Linked DNA regions of Mus musculus: regions 2, 3 and 4 are each linked to region 1. The links are chromatin contacts, called in public Hi-C and promoter capture Hi-C maps. All regions are on one chromosome and are shown on one strand. The core of a region is the stretch at or near the end of the contact, and the rest is flanking DNA. Distances in the headings are between cores, read along the strand shown.

The links. Promoter capture Hi-C pulls out the DNA fragments that hold promoters and counts their contacts. Hi-C and Micro-C count contacts between places; a contact is called where the count stands out from the background.
Region 2: a contact with region 1 is called in a promoter capture Hi-C map of frontonasal cranial neural crest, with 6 times the contacts expected there. The contact joins the enhancer-like site here to the promoter of Mki67 in region 1. A contact is called at or near these places in 7 of 39 promoter capture datasets (the 3T3-L1 cell line, cranial neural crest, frontonasal cranial neural crest and 4 more), 1 of 115 datasets of contacts at active chromatin or transcription factors (pro-B cells) and 1 of 9 other capture datasets (adipose tissue).
Region 3: a Hi-C map of muscle stem cells shows a contact between it and region 1, with 12 times the contacts expected there. The contact joins the promoter of Mgmt here to the promoter of Mki67 in region 1. A contact is called at or near these places in 3 of 39 promoter capture datasets (the 3T3-L1 cell line, embryonic stem cells and pre-B cells) and 1 of 484 Hi-C or Micro-C datasets (muscle stem cells).
Region 4: a contact with region 1 is called in a promoter capture Hi-C map of pre-B cells, with 7 times the contacts expected there. The contact joins the promoter of Dhx32 here to the promoter of Mki67 in region 1. A contact is called at or near these places in 5 of 39 promoter capture datasets (the C10 cell line, embryonic stem cells, hippocampal neurons and 2 more), 3 of 115 datasets of contacts at active chromatin or transcription factors (embryonic midbrain, extraembryonic endoderm stem cells and large pre-B cells) and 2 of 9 other capture datasets (adipose tissue and embryonic stem cells).

What each region holds. Positions count from the first base shown.
Region 1 is chr7:135,714,941-135,717,841 of GRCm38.p6, forward strand. It overlaps Mki67 (antigen identified by monoclonal antibody Ki 67), which reads right to left and starts at 1,439. Exons shown (of 14, transcript NM_001081117.2): 1 at 1,108-1,439. The coding sequence starts at 1,199.
Region 2 is chr7:137,293,583-137,296,501 of GRCm38.p6, forward strand. All of the region lies in intron 6 of Ebf3 (early B cell factor 3), which reads right to left. Among named protein-coding and RNA genes, the nearest start is that of Ebf3, 19 kb to the right of the region's middle. Within about 2 kb of position 1,434, at least 7 of the 459 cell types and tissues checked have an H3K27ac peak or open chromatin away from gene starts, as enhancers often do.
Region 3 is chr7:136,893,335-136,896,483 of GRCm38.p6, forward strand. It overlaps Mgmt (O-6-methylguanine-DNA methyltransferase), which reads left to right and starts at 1,252. Exons shown (of 5, transcript NM_008598.3): 1 at 1,252-1,353.
Region 4 is chr7:133,775,403-133,778,432 of GRCm38.p6, forward strand. Dhx32 (DEAH (Asp-Glu-Ala-His) box polypeptide 32) reads right to left here and starts at 1,401. Exons shown (of 12, transcript NM_133941.2): 1 at 1,200-1,401. Fank1 (fibronectin type 3 and ankyrin repeat domains 1) reads left to right here and starts at 1,489. Exons shown (of 11, transcript NM_025850.2): 1 at 1,489-1,568. The coding sequence starts at 1,556.

The DNA of each region.
Region 1 (2,901 bases), core at 189-2,688:
ATACTGTCTGCTTTCCTATGAACCTCTGGAGTCTAAGCATACCTCTTACAATAAATACCACATAACCAAATGCAAATTGATTTAAATTTTTTTAAACTTGTTAAAAGTATATTTAAGTAATATTGCAGAATAATCAAAATGAATGACACTTGTGACAAGAATTTGTACTCTCTTCTTTTAAACAACAACAAAGTTATAGAAAGTTCTTTACTCTGACAGGAAGTTCTTACTCTCAAGAAAACAGAGGTTTTGGGTTTCAAAACACCAGGCAGAAAGACCATATGTTCGAACCCCGTTTTACGGAGCAAAAAGATCACCACAATCCATACTAGATACAAAAGACCACAGACATTCTGGACCAGATACTTCCTCGACTGTCAAATACACCATGTCTCTGTCCTTACTCAGCAGTACTAACTAACGGCAGGCACCTCTCCCAGGGTGACATGAAAATCTGTCACCAGACTTTGTCAAATGTCTGAGAACTACCATTCTTGCCAGATCGCCATCTTCCTACCACTCATCCTGTGCCACACACTGATTGATCTTAAGTGTCAGTCGCCATATGGGACCCTAGAGATGTAACCATTAACAAGGCAGACCTTGTCTTGGAATTTAATCTACTGGGAGACAAACAAAACAATCTAAAACCTAGTCACCAATCTGCATGGTGTTAGGAAAGACGAGTTTTCTTAAAAGCATCCTCTCAAGTAACATTTCAAACGCGGCAGAAAGCCATAAGGGTCAACGTTTGCAGAAGTGGCAACACCAGCCACTGCCTGGAAGGCCTCAGGGAAGATTGCCATCCGACCGACGGGGGAGGGTGAGAGGGGACTCTCCCAGAGCACCCGAGCAGGGTTCTCCTATCTGATGTTTCCCGAAACATCCAGAGCCACAGCCGGCTGCCTGAGAACGACAGTGCGGAAGTTGCGGGACACCGACGTCAGCCTCGCGTCTACCGAGTGTAAAATCCCGATTCCATTTGGAAGCTCCCAATGCATGAGCGTGACTTCCGAACAAGCCACAGGGACAACCCTGTCAAACGCAGAGGGGGGTTGGGCCGCGGGGTCGCCGCCCCGGGTCACCTCAGCCCCGGCGCGCACTCACCTTCCAAACAGGCAGGAGCTGAGGCTCAGCGGGAAGTGTGCGCCGTCATCGCCGCTCCGCTTGATGGTGACCAGGTGAGCCGAGGACGCCATGGTCCGCCCGGCCGTCGGGACTGCGGACCAGGGCGGAGAAGCCTCTCGGTGAAGCTCGCAGTCGCCCCGCCGGGCCGCTCCTCAGCTGGTCCAGTCAGCGCAAGTTAGCTCTGGCCGCCGCTCACCGGGCGCAGCCCGCGTCGGAGCCCTCGGCTCCTTAGCCGCGGAGGACCGACCACGGCCACCCGCGGCCTTCGCTCCGCCCCGACCAGACCCGCACTCCCGCCGCCCGCGTCCCAAGTGCCCGCCACCCGCCACCCGCCGCCCCGTCCAGCCCCGACTGTCCGCCTAGGCGGTTCCGCGCCAAGGCTCGCCCGCCGCAGCCCGCCCGATTCAAACCAAAACGGCGGTTCAAATTCTGGCGCTAAGTGCTGCGATTGGGCCAGGCGGCCAGCCAGAGACCAATGGCGAGGGCGACAGAGGATTGGGGAAGTCCAGAGGTGGGGCCAGGCTGCGAGCCTGGGGGGGGGGGGGGGGGTGGAGCCGGAAGGTGGGAGGGGCCAGGCCGGTAGGCGGGGCCGGGCCAGAAGCTGGCTGGAGAAGCGGAACCCGAGCGGAGATAAGCTCCGGAAGGCGGGCAGGGTGGGGCTGGTGGGCGGGCCACTGCTGCTCTAATAGGCAGGGTAGAGGGTCCCAGCTTTTTCAGTGTCAGCAAAACTAGCGTGGCGACCTGTAGGAAGCTACCTGTAGGCTCCCTCTCCAGAAATCAAACACCGACAACGCCGCATCTTGCTCAACGCTAGAAGCTTTCTATTTTTAAAATTTATACCCTTCCTCTGCCGTTTCTGCAACACCTCATACGCAACCTAAGGTTGTTTCTCCTGCCTTTTCAGTATCCCTCAAACTGTCCTTTAAAAACTGGGGGACATCATTATAATTCATTCTACAGTCTCCCTGCTTAATGAACACTGAGGCAGTGGCACGGTTTTTCCGAAACCATAACTTAAGAGTTATTGCTGCGGCACGGTTAAGTTTGCAATGCTTTGCTGTTTCAGGGGGAAATGCCGATTAAAATAACCTGTGCAAGACTGCACCTGCAAATCCTAAAATAGGGCTCCTGGGGCACCAGTTGGGGTTATCTGAGGCCAGGTGCCAGTCAGATGAATATAGAGTACCTATGTTTTCCTGTCCTCTTTTTTCATGCTCCCTCCTCCTGTTCCTGGATCAGTGTTCTTCCAGTAGGGTGTTGTAAAAATTCCGCTTCTGGGGCAATAGAACCAATGTCTACCCTCTCCTCAAGGTCTCAAGGACAAGCCTGAAGTATGAAGCCATGAAATTTCACTCTGGGGAACGAGTGTGTTATACCACCCTAACCCAGGCTGATTAGTTATAGCATACCTCTTGGCCTCTAAACCTAAACCTCTGGTCAGGACTTCAAAAATATATTTAGGGTGCCATTGGGCCCCTTTGCTCCTATTCACAATGGGGCCACATGAATACACCCCCTTTCTGTGCTTCTCACTGTTGCCTCCTCTTTAATTAGCCTACTGAGGATGGGTGGTCCAGCCTGCCTTGTTAGGGCTGCCAGGATCCAAGCTCTACTTTAGGCCTTGGGCATTGCCTTCTCATCCTGAAACCTAAGCAATAGATAGATAGAGAGAGAGAGATTTAAAAAGCAGATCAGTTCATACACACATACACACACACATATATAGTTGTTACTTTATCATGAATATGTATATAAATGTGTGTGTCTGTGTCT
Region 2 (2,919 bases), core at 184-2,683, 1.6 Mb after region 1:
AAGAAAACGAACCTCCTCCCCGACCCTTAAACCAGAAATCAGATTTCATTCTGACATAGGGGGAAATGGCTCTCAGCACATAAAGACCAAAGCAACCAGGAACAAGCCCCAGATACCCCAGGACAAACTTTCCTAGAACACAACACCATATACCTGACAGAACACCCTCTTCGCTGCAAGGATAGCCATAGAATCCCAGAGAACAGGCAGAAAACAACCAACATAGTAGGTCACCCAGGGCCTGGGACAATTTGGGGAAACTGAACCTGGCCTCCCATACACAGAAAGATTCAGGGATGAAGATAACGTTCAGTTCTTAAATATCACACATCTGTTGACAAATCATTGGTGAATCTCATTTTTAAATAAAACCGAATGCATACTACAGTCGGTACTCACATGTGATGTTAGGCGAACAGGACAGACCCTCTTCTTGTACCATGCAGTGGGAAGGAAGAGGAGCCAGGCACCTTGGTTTTCTTGATACCAGATCACACAGTGACACTAATTCTAAGGGCCTTGGAGTGAGATACATTCTAATTTAAGATATTTATTTATTTATTGCTTCCTAATGGGTGTTTCCCCTTAGAGTGTAAAAAGAAAGGCTACAGAGAAGACAGTTTGGGTCCTCTCTGCACTGCTTTGCAAGCCTGATAGGAAGTGGCTGCTCAAAGAGCCAACTATTTCTTCTACACAAACAAGGCCAGTCAGAGTGCCTGGAGCCACCAGGCAGCTCTTCATTATGGCCATGCCTGACCTGGCCTTCCCAGTTGGAGGGGATTCCAGAAGCTCTCCACAGACAAATAAACAGCAAATAATTCCAGGGGACAGCCTTGTAGAACTGATTCCTTAATCAACAGTTAAAGAAGCAAATTGGATTTGCCCTATCACAAAAAAGAAATTAATCCCAGACCGTAGTTATTGTCTTAAGCACAAGGAGGTTGTCTTAGAGGCTTGGCTGGATAATTTCATTTTAAAAGTATCTCTAAAATTTGACATCCCTTGGGATTTGTGGTTTTCTCCATCATTATATAACTGTAAACTTCTGTATGTTAGAGATTGGATAATTCCTTTCAGCTGGACCTGGCCTCCAGCGTGCTTGGATGCTAAGGATGCAGCCAGCGCTAACGGGTTGCTAGGGGTTACTAGCCGGTCTTGGGAACAGGATGGCTTCCCAGAAAACCTATCAAAAGTTAGAGTGTTCGAAACTCTTCTAATTTATTCTCCTCGGTTCACTTTTTAAATCTCTGCTATTAATTACAAGAACTGCTAGAGGCTCCTTTTCTCGGGCTGCATCTGTAGGACACAACAAAAACAGAACAGAAACAAAGGCCCAGTCTCTCTGAGGTGGCCAGGTTTGCTCCTGTGGAGTAAGTAGCTCTGCTAGGTTGAGCTCTCTGGAGCCATATGTTCTTGAGACATTCTGCAGAGGAACTAGCCTTCAAGCACATGGTAGTCATAGGCTGGTCCAGTCACACAGCACTAGCTGACAGGGTAAAAGGCTCTATAAAGCCAGTTGTCTTCCCGGTTTCCTGCTGTCTCCACACATGAACTACCTCCCTGGACTTTCCCATCCTGTGCACAGTTTCAAAGTTGATTAACATTTTGTCTCTAGGATTACGTTATTACAGCCTTTATGTTTTAATCCATTTTTTTTGCACCATGGGAAAAGAAAAAAATTCTACTATTTGAGTAATCAAGTTATTTCTGTAAAATCCTAAATAAAATGAGAATTTTATTAAAGATATTTATCTCATACAACAAGAATAAAATCAATTTGCAGTGTCGGTCCAGCATCCAGCTACAATAACATTAAAATATATTGTTTACTCGCGGGTGGGGCCGTTTCTCTTTTCAGATTGGTCAATGAGGGGGACGACATAGCGTCCTCCTTTCAGAATGCTGGCCTGGCGGCTGGACATGGAGGAGAGCATTTTTATTGTTAATCAATGCCAATCAATTCTGAGCCTTGATGTTAAATAGGGATCAATACCACTGGGCTGCAGATGAGATCTGATCTCAATTGCTGAGCAGACCTGCAGAAGTTTTTAATCATAAGGTAAATCAAGACTGGAACATAAGTCAGATGAATTAATATTGGTGGTGGAGGACCTCGCTTGCCACTGATCCAGCACAAGGAAATTTCTGTCATATTTCATTATCACTCTTAGGGCAAGCTGAAGGCAGCGTTTGGGGAGCATTTCTTAGTGGAGGCTGGAGCGCCCCTCACACCACACGGTGAATCCTCACTGCAACTGCAGCCAGCTGGTCCACCGAGTATAGTTATACGTATGCCCCATGAATCTCATTTTATGCGATTAAGATCCATAAAAATTCAATAGCTTTTCTTCTGCAATTCACATTTTACCTGGTGAAATATCATAAGAATTTCATTATCTTTGCAGCTGTTGCCTGGGATCAAGCAAAGGTTATTATCCTCTTCGAAAACACTATAGAATATGTACGAAAATGTCAGGAGAACTGGGCATTTAAAGCTTGATTTTTTAAAAGAAAAACACTGTCTGAAGTTTAGAATAAACTGCACTTGACATTTATGTACCATGATGCATTTCTTGGTAAACTGATTTTGCAAGGAAATTCTTTGAATTCGGCTCTGTGACCAGATTGTAAAAGGAAAAGGGAAGATAGGAGGAGAGGGTTGGAGAGAAGCAGGGAGGGGAACAAGGAGGGAGAGGAAAAAGAGGAAGGAGGGTAGGAGGAGAGAGAGGAGAGGGGAAGCCAGGGTTGAGGAAAGGCAGCACAGGGGTCCCAGAGCCCAGTCCTGCACCTCACATCAGTTTGTACAGGATTTCCTAACCTTTCAGATAACCATCCTTGGGAAGATAACTCTAAGAACCCTGACCAATTGGAATGGTGTGATCCTAGGCTCGCTCAGGCCCCTTTAAAGCGTTTGAAGAA
Region 3 (3,149 bases), core at 2-2,501, 1.2 Mb after region 1:
GGACTCTGAGACTTGATTTGATCATCCCATGTATCTAGGAGTCTCGTTTATCTTCTATCAGCAGTTATTCTTAGCATGTCTGGAGGAGGTGACAGTGGAGGTGAGGAGGGGCGGCTTCAAAGGGTGAATGGTGGCCTCTGTGAGTCACTGGGGCTCCTCATACAACAAACCTTTGAGCAACGCTTCTAAAGGTGGTAGGTAAAATGTTGGCTCCTCCAGGTCACTGAACCAGGGTACTAGTAAGGACCAAATCCAGGCAGGAGAGCTGCACACTGGGAAGATGAAGGTCTCAACAAACAAAACCACAGCATGGTTCTTAGCATATGTGCACCTGGGATGGGACCCTGAAGTTAACAACACGTCTCTCTGAAGCTTTAGGACGATAACATTCCCTAAGGATTTTATGTCAATCAAGTCAGATACCATGGGGCGCCAATCAAGTACCACAAAGTGGGTGGCTTGAAAGAATGAAAATTTGTTTATAGTCCAGGAGGCTGGTAGTTCTCACCTCCTGCACAGCATCTGGTACACAGGTGTATCTGGCTTCTAGTTTTCTGTTCACAGGGACAGCAGTAATATCAGATTAGGACTCTCCTAACTAGTGACATCATCTTCAAGTGTCACCTCCGTGTTTTTCCAAATAAGGCCATTATGAGGTACAGAGGGAGAATTCCAACAAGGCTTTCTTGGTGGACAACATTTAAATCCTGTCATCTCACACCAGATGCTGGATACTCACACTAGCTGAACCACTACTGAGCCATTCCAATTCCAAGTGCCAAGAAGATCCTGAAAGAAAGCCCTGGCCCAGCTGGGCAGTGACTGGATTCCTAGTGGGCTTAACTCTTCCACCACCCTTTGGGTGCGCGCTGTTGGCAAATAGTGACTATGTCTCAGCGGGTAAACTGGGACTTGGGGTGGTGAGGTCGAGGTGAGAAGGTGCAGCTCAGCTCCGGTGGGATGATGCGGCCTGATGTCTAGGATGGGCAAAGAACCAGTTTCAGGTCTGGAAGAAGAGGCCTGCTCTAGGAACACGCACCCAGGGAGGAAGCACAGAGCGGCACCCTTGCGTCACACACTGGGCGTGCTTACACTCCCCGCCCCTTTTCCGGCAGCTCCCAGAGCCACGCCCCGCGTACCAGGCCCGCTTTACACCCTCGGACTACAAGCCCACAGCTCAGTAATCAACTGCACCCTGACTCCGCCCCCGCCCACCAGGCCCTGCCCCGTGCTAGGCCCCGCCCCCACCCCGTGCACGCGCCTGCGGCCCGTATTTCTCAGTGCCAGATCTTGGTGCTCAGGCACCTAAAACTTGTGTACCGTTCCCCGTTGCTGTCTGCAGTTTGCAAGCTGGTGAGTTTTGGGGCACTGTGTGGGGCCCTCTCTGGAGAGAGCCGAAGTCCAGGGAGACAGTCGTGGCTCTGAGTTGTCCTAAGGACTCCTTCCTTTCTCTAGGACCTCAGCCCCTTCTGTACAGGCTGCCCTACTTCCCTTGGCCCCGGGGTTCGTGGGCAAGTCTGCCTGGTGACTGGGCATGTCTCCTGCCACACCTCCAGATGCCCAACACTTCTCAAGTCTCTGCTGGATCCATGCAGGTCCCCTGGCCATACTCTTTCCCTTCACTGGTGACCAGGGGGTGGGGATCCCGCTTCACCTTTCTTTCAGGAAGCTTCCAGAAGCTCCTCAGCTTGTAGCTCAGATCTGCTTGTAGTAGGCCCATACTTCTCATAGCTCCTTCTTTCTTGAGAGTAGGAGAAAATAACCAGGCCCCGGGGTCCTGCAACATCATGGCTGGTGCTAGGCACACCTGGTTAAAACCTCAGAGAGTAAACAAACAGTACATTCGCTCCGCGCCCAGTGGGTCTAGGTTTTTGTTCTGTACATTTTATTCTGAGCTGCCTCATCCAGACCCTGATTGTGAGTTCAGAGAAGTAAGGTTTGAGTGTACGTGTGCGTGCACACGTTTGGCTGGACCCTCCTCAGACACAGACAGGAGCTTGTGGAAAGGGTATTCTACAACCTGCAGAGTCTCTGTAGACAGACCTGCTCTTCATTTCACTTCCCTGACAGGTGATCCCAGATGATTTTAACTTCATGTGTCTCTCAGTATCTGCAGCACTTGTCGTAGGGTGCTGGGTGTGGGGGATGTGAGAAGCCTGGCCTGTGGTCAGTGTCCTGTAAGCTTAGGCATGTCATCTGAGCATTTGACAGGACCTAGAGCCTGAGAGTGGCTGGACAGAATGGTCTGCACAAATGCCCTGCCTGAGGCTCCACCCACTCTGGGCCACTCTGGGTATTGACATAGTTTGGTACTGTCTGAGGTCTAGAGGAGCCAGGCCACAAGGATCTATGGGAGTAATTTTTTTTTCAATTAGAGGGAAAAATCTGTCATAATAAGAGTTTGACTAATATGTGGTATGTCTTTGAAGAAGTTTCTGCTGTTACCATGGTTTAAGAAGCAGAGTCTCAGGTGTTGTGGTAAGGTGGCTGTGTCTTGTACAGCAACTTCTTTCTGTGGAGAGCAAAAGGCACCGATCTTTGGGTCCTGTTCTAGATCAGTGGGCCCCATCTGAGCCTGTCTCTACTCCCTCACTGGGCCTGCCAGTGTGCGGAGTGTCCTTGGCTTAGTTTTCTATGGCTTCCTCAGAACACCATGACTAAGGAGTCTTGGGGAGGGGAGGGCTTATTTGGTTTACATATCCTGATAACGGTTCCCCATGACGGGAAGGCAGGGCCGGAAGTCAAGAAGGGAAGGAACCTGGAGGCAGGGACTGAAGCAAAGACTATGGAGGAATGCTGTTTATTGGCTTGCTCCTCGTGACTTACTCAGCCTGATTTCTTACACACCCCCGGACTGTGTGCCCAGGCACCCATAGTGAGCTGGGTCTGTCCACAGCAGTCATAAGTGAAGAAAATACAGCAGAGATTTGCTCTCAGGCCAGTCTGATGGAGGCGTTTTCTTAGTTGAAGTTCCCTCTTCCTAGGTGACCTGAGCGTGTGTCAAGTTGACTATATATATACATATACATATATGTATATATATTTTTTGAGCGTGTGTCAAGTTGACTATATATACACATATATATTATATATAATATATTATATATATTATATATACACATTGTATATATTATATATACATATATTTT
Region 4 (3,030 bases), core at 151-2,650, 1.9 Mb before region 1:
CTGGGCCTTCCATTTTTCTCTAGTCCTGTCTATGGCAGCAGTAGGGGTTGATGGAAGGCCTTTAATGTCCAGCGCTGACCGGTAAATCAATCCTACAATTTCCTCTGTTTCTCCGCACTTCCTCATCCCTTTCTTATCTCTTCTCCATTTTTCTTCCTTCCTCTGCTTCCCCCTCTTCTCTCCTTAACCCATGACACTCTCTGAGGTGGTTTGAAAATTCTACACCATACCAGATAAAAATTCCTAGTGGGTTTTTCCCCCCTTCACACCTTTCTTAAAGGAAAACCTGGATCCTGGTCTTTGAAACCAGTATCCTACACAATTTGGCTGACTCAGTGACCCCCCTCTCCCCCCAAAAAAAATCAACAGGAAAAATGAGTATTGTAACACAAACACAAACACACACACACACACACACACACACACACACCAAACTAAACCAATTTCCAAGATCCCACAAGGGGCCCACAGCCTGAAATATGATAGGTGACAGTGGGGATGATAGACAGAGCAGGACTAGGGGAGGAACTGCCCGTAGTCTCAGTAGACAGCCTTGGCCTACTATAGAGGCAGGAGCAGCTTTCACACCCTCACCTAGGCAAACGGATTCGAACACCCCTCTCTGAAACATGTGGTGCAAAGAACGAGTCCTCCAGGAGGAGCTGAGAGCACCCATACTCGGAGTCTTAGGGTCATCCTAGCCTTGACCTGGGACAACATCCCGGTATAGGGTACCCACCCTGGAAAAGAGCTGCCACGCGCAAAGGCCGAGTCCGGACCATGACTTGGGGCAACATCCTGAAGCAATAGCCCTTCACTCTGGAGAATGGGTACTGGCAGGCAAAAGCTGGGTCCTCCAGCAGGAACAGGGTCTATCTCGACTCTCACCCGGGCATCTCCGGGTTCATCCGGACCCTGACCTGGACGGACGCCAGATGCAGGGGTAACCCTGACTCTAGCTTGGGGTTACGGCGGTGCAAAGACCGAGTCATCCGGCTGGAGCAGGGTTTGTTCTGACTCTCACTGGGGCGTCTCAGGTCATCCTAGACTTAACCCACCAGGGTCCAGAAGATCTCAGGCCGGAGCTCCGGTTCTCCTTCCGGAGCTGGGGGCGCCCTCGCCCTCAGCTGTGCCTGGTCGGGCGGGGCCGCAACAGGTGCGCGGCCTCCCTGCTTCCCCGCCGCCTGCCCTGCCGTTACCTGCAGCGGCGGCCGCCGAGGCCTCCCAGAGCCTGGGCGGGAGCTTCCCGAGCCCGGCCGACGTTCGCGTGGTCCCTAGAGGAGCTGACAGAGCGTTCCCGAGCTCGGGGCGCGGCTCTGCTGAAGCCGCCGCGCTCCCGGGTCGCGACCCCCCTGCGCCACTCCCGCCCGTGCGCTGCTCTGCGTTTCCACGTCACTTTTTGGTCCCTCCCTCTCGCCGTCCGCCGGGCCCCGCCCGCCCGCTCGCCTGCCCATCCCCGGTTGTCAGGGCAACCCGAGCGACGCCAGACGAAGACAGGCGTTAGGAGGGCGGCGCCGCCAGGGCTGGGCCCGAGGGCCCCCGGGAGCAGCTGACCATGGAGCCCCACAGTAAGCGGCGGGCTAGGGCCTGGGGTGCGAGCAGAGACCGAGCTAGCCGGGCCAGGTCTCGAACCCTCGGCTAAATGATCCACAGATTCCACAGAGCACGGCTGATGCCCTCACTAGCAATGGGCTTACGAATGGTTAATAGTGCTTCCAGTGTCTTAGTGAACCTCCATGGAGCCTGGGCCTTGAATTTATGTGTTCTTGCCTCTCTTCGATCTTATCCCTAAAGTCTGTGGTATATATAATTCATGTGCTTCCGCCCAGCATAAGATACATAACAAAAGTTTCTCATTCCTGTTTGTCTTAAATTTTCCGTTCTTTGTTATTGACTATTCGTGCGGATGCATGTGTTTGTGCACACGTGTGCAGGTGTCACACAGGTGCACATGCAAGTGTGCCACATTTGTGTGGAACCCAGAGGGGACATTCTGGTGTCTTTTCTTGCCATCCACCTTGGTTTTAAATTTTTATTTTATTTTATTTAATGTGTACAGATGTTTTGCCTGCATGTATATGTCTCTGCACCACTCATGTGCCTTGTGCCTCTACAGAGACCAGAAGAGAGAACCCAATCCCCTTGAACTATAATAAAAGCAGGCTGTGAGTAGGCTTGTGGGTGCTGGGTCCTTTGGAAGAGCAGTCAGTGTTCATGATATTTGAACCACATCTTCAGGCTCCCACCTTGGTTTTCAAGACAGGGTGTCCCACTGACCTAGAGCTCTAGTGAACTAGGCTAGGCAAACCGGCTAGCAGAACCCCAGAGGTGATCCTGTCTCCAGCTCTCTAGGGCTGAATCTACAAATCACACCACCACACTTGATATTTTATGGAGGTTCTGGGCATCAAACTTGGCTCTTTTACTTTCTGCAAGCATTGTTTGCGCGAAGTCATCTCATTAGCCCTGGTTTTTGTTTTGTTTTTAAAAATACTCTTAAGTTTGAGTTTGTCTCCTGCAGCCCAGGCTGACCTTGAGTTTAGGGCAAACTTCGTGACCTAGCCTCCTGAACCAGTGGCTCAGAATCTTCATGGCTCCACATTCTGAAAGTGCTGGGGCTACAGTGCTGTTTTTCATTTTGTTTTGATTGAAACAGAATCTCACTATCTCTCTGGCTAGCTTGGAACTCACTGTTTAAAGACCAGGCTGGCTTCAAATCCACAGGTCCACCTGCCTCTGTTTATGAAGTGCTAAGATTAAAGGCATGGGCTACCACGATGGGCTACAAAGTTGTGTATGATAGATGGCTGAAGATGTGTGCTTTAGAGTTGCTAGAACTGAGGTACCCTGGAACTCACCTCTCTGTCCACTGTTTTTCCCAACCTTTCCAGGGACTTTGTCCTAGGCTCCTTCCCTCCTCCCCACCCATGCTGTTTTATTGCCTCCTTTGTTCTTAAAACAAATACACTGTTTGACTTAGAGACTCCAAAGAGCTCAAACCTTGATAAGATTCAGTTTGATGCTAAAAAA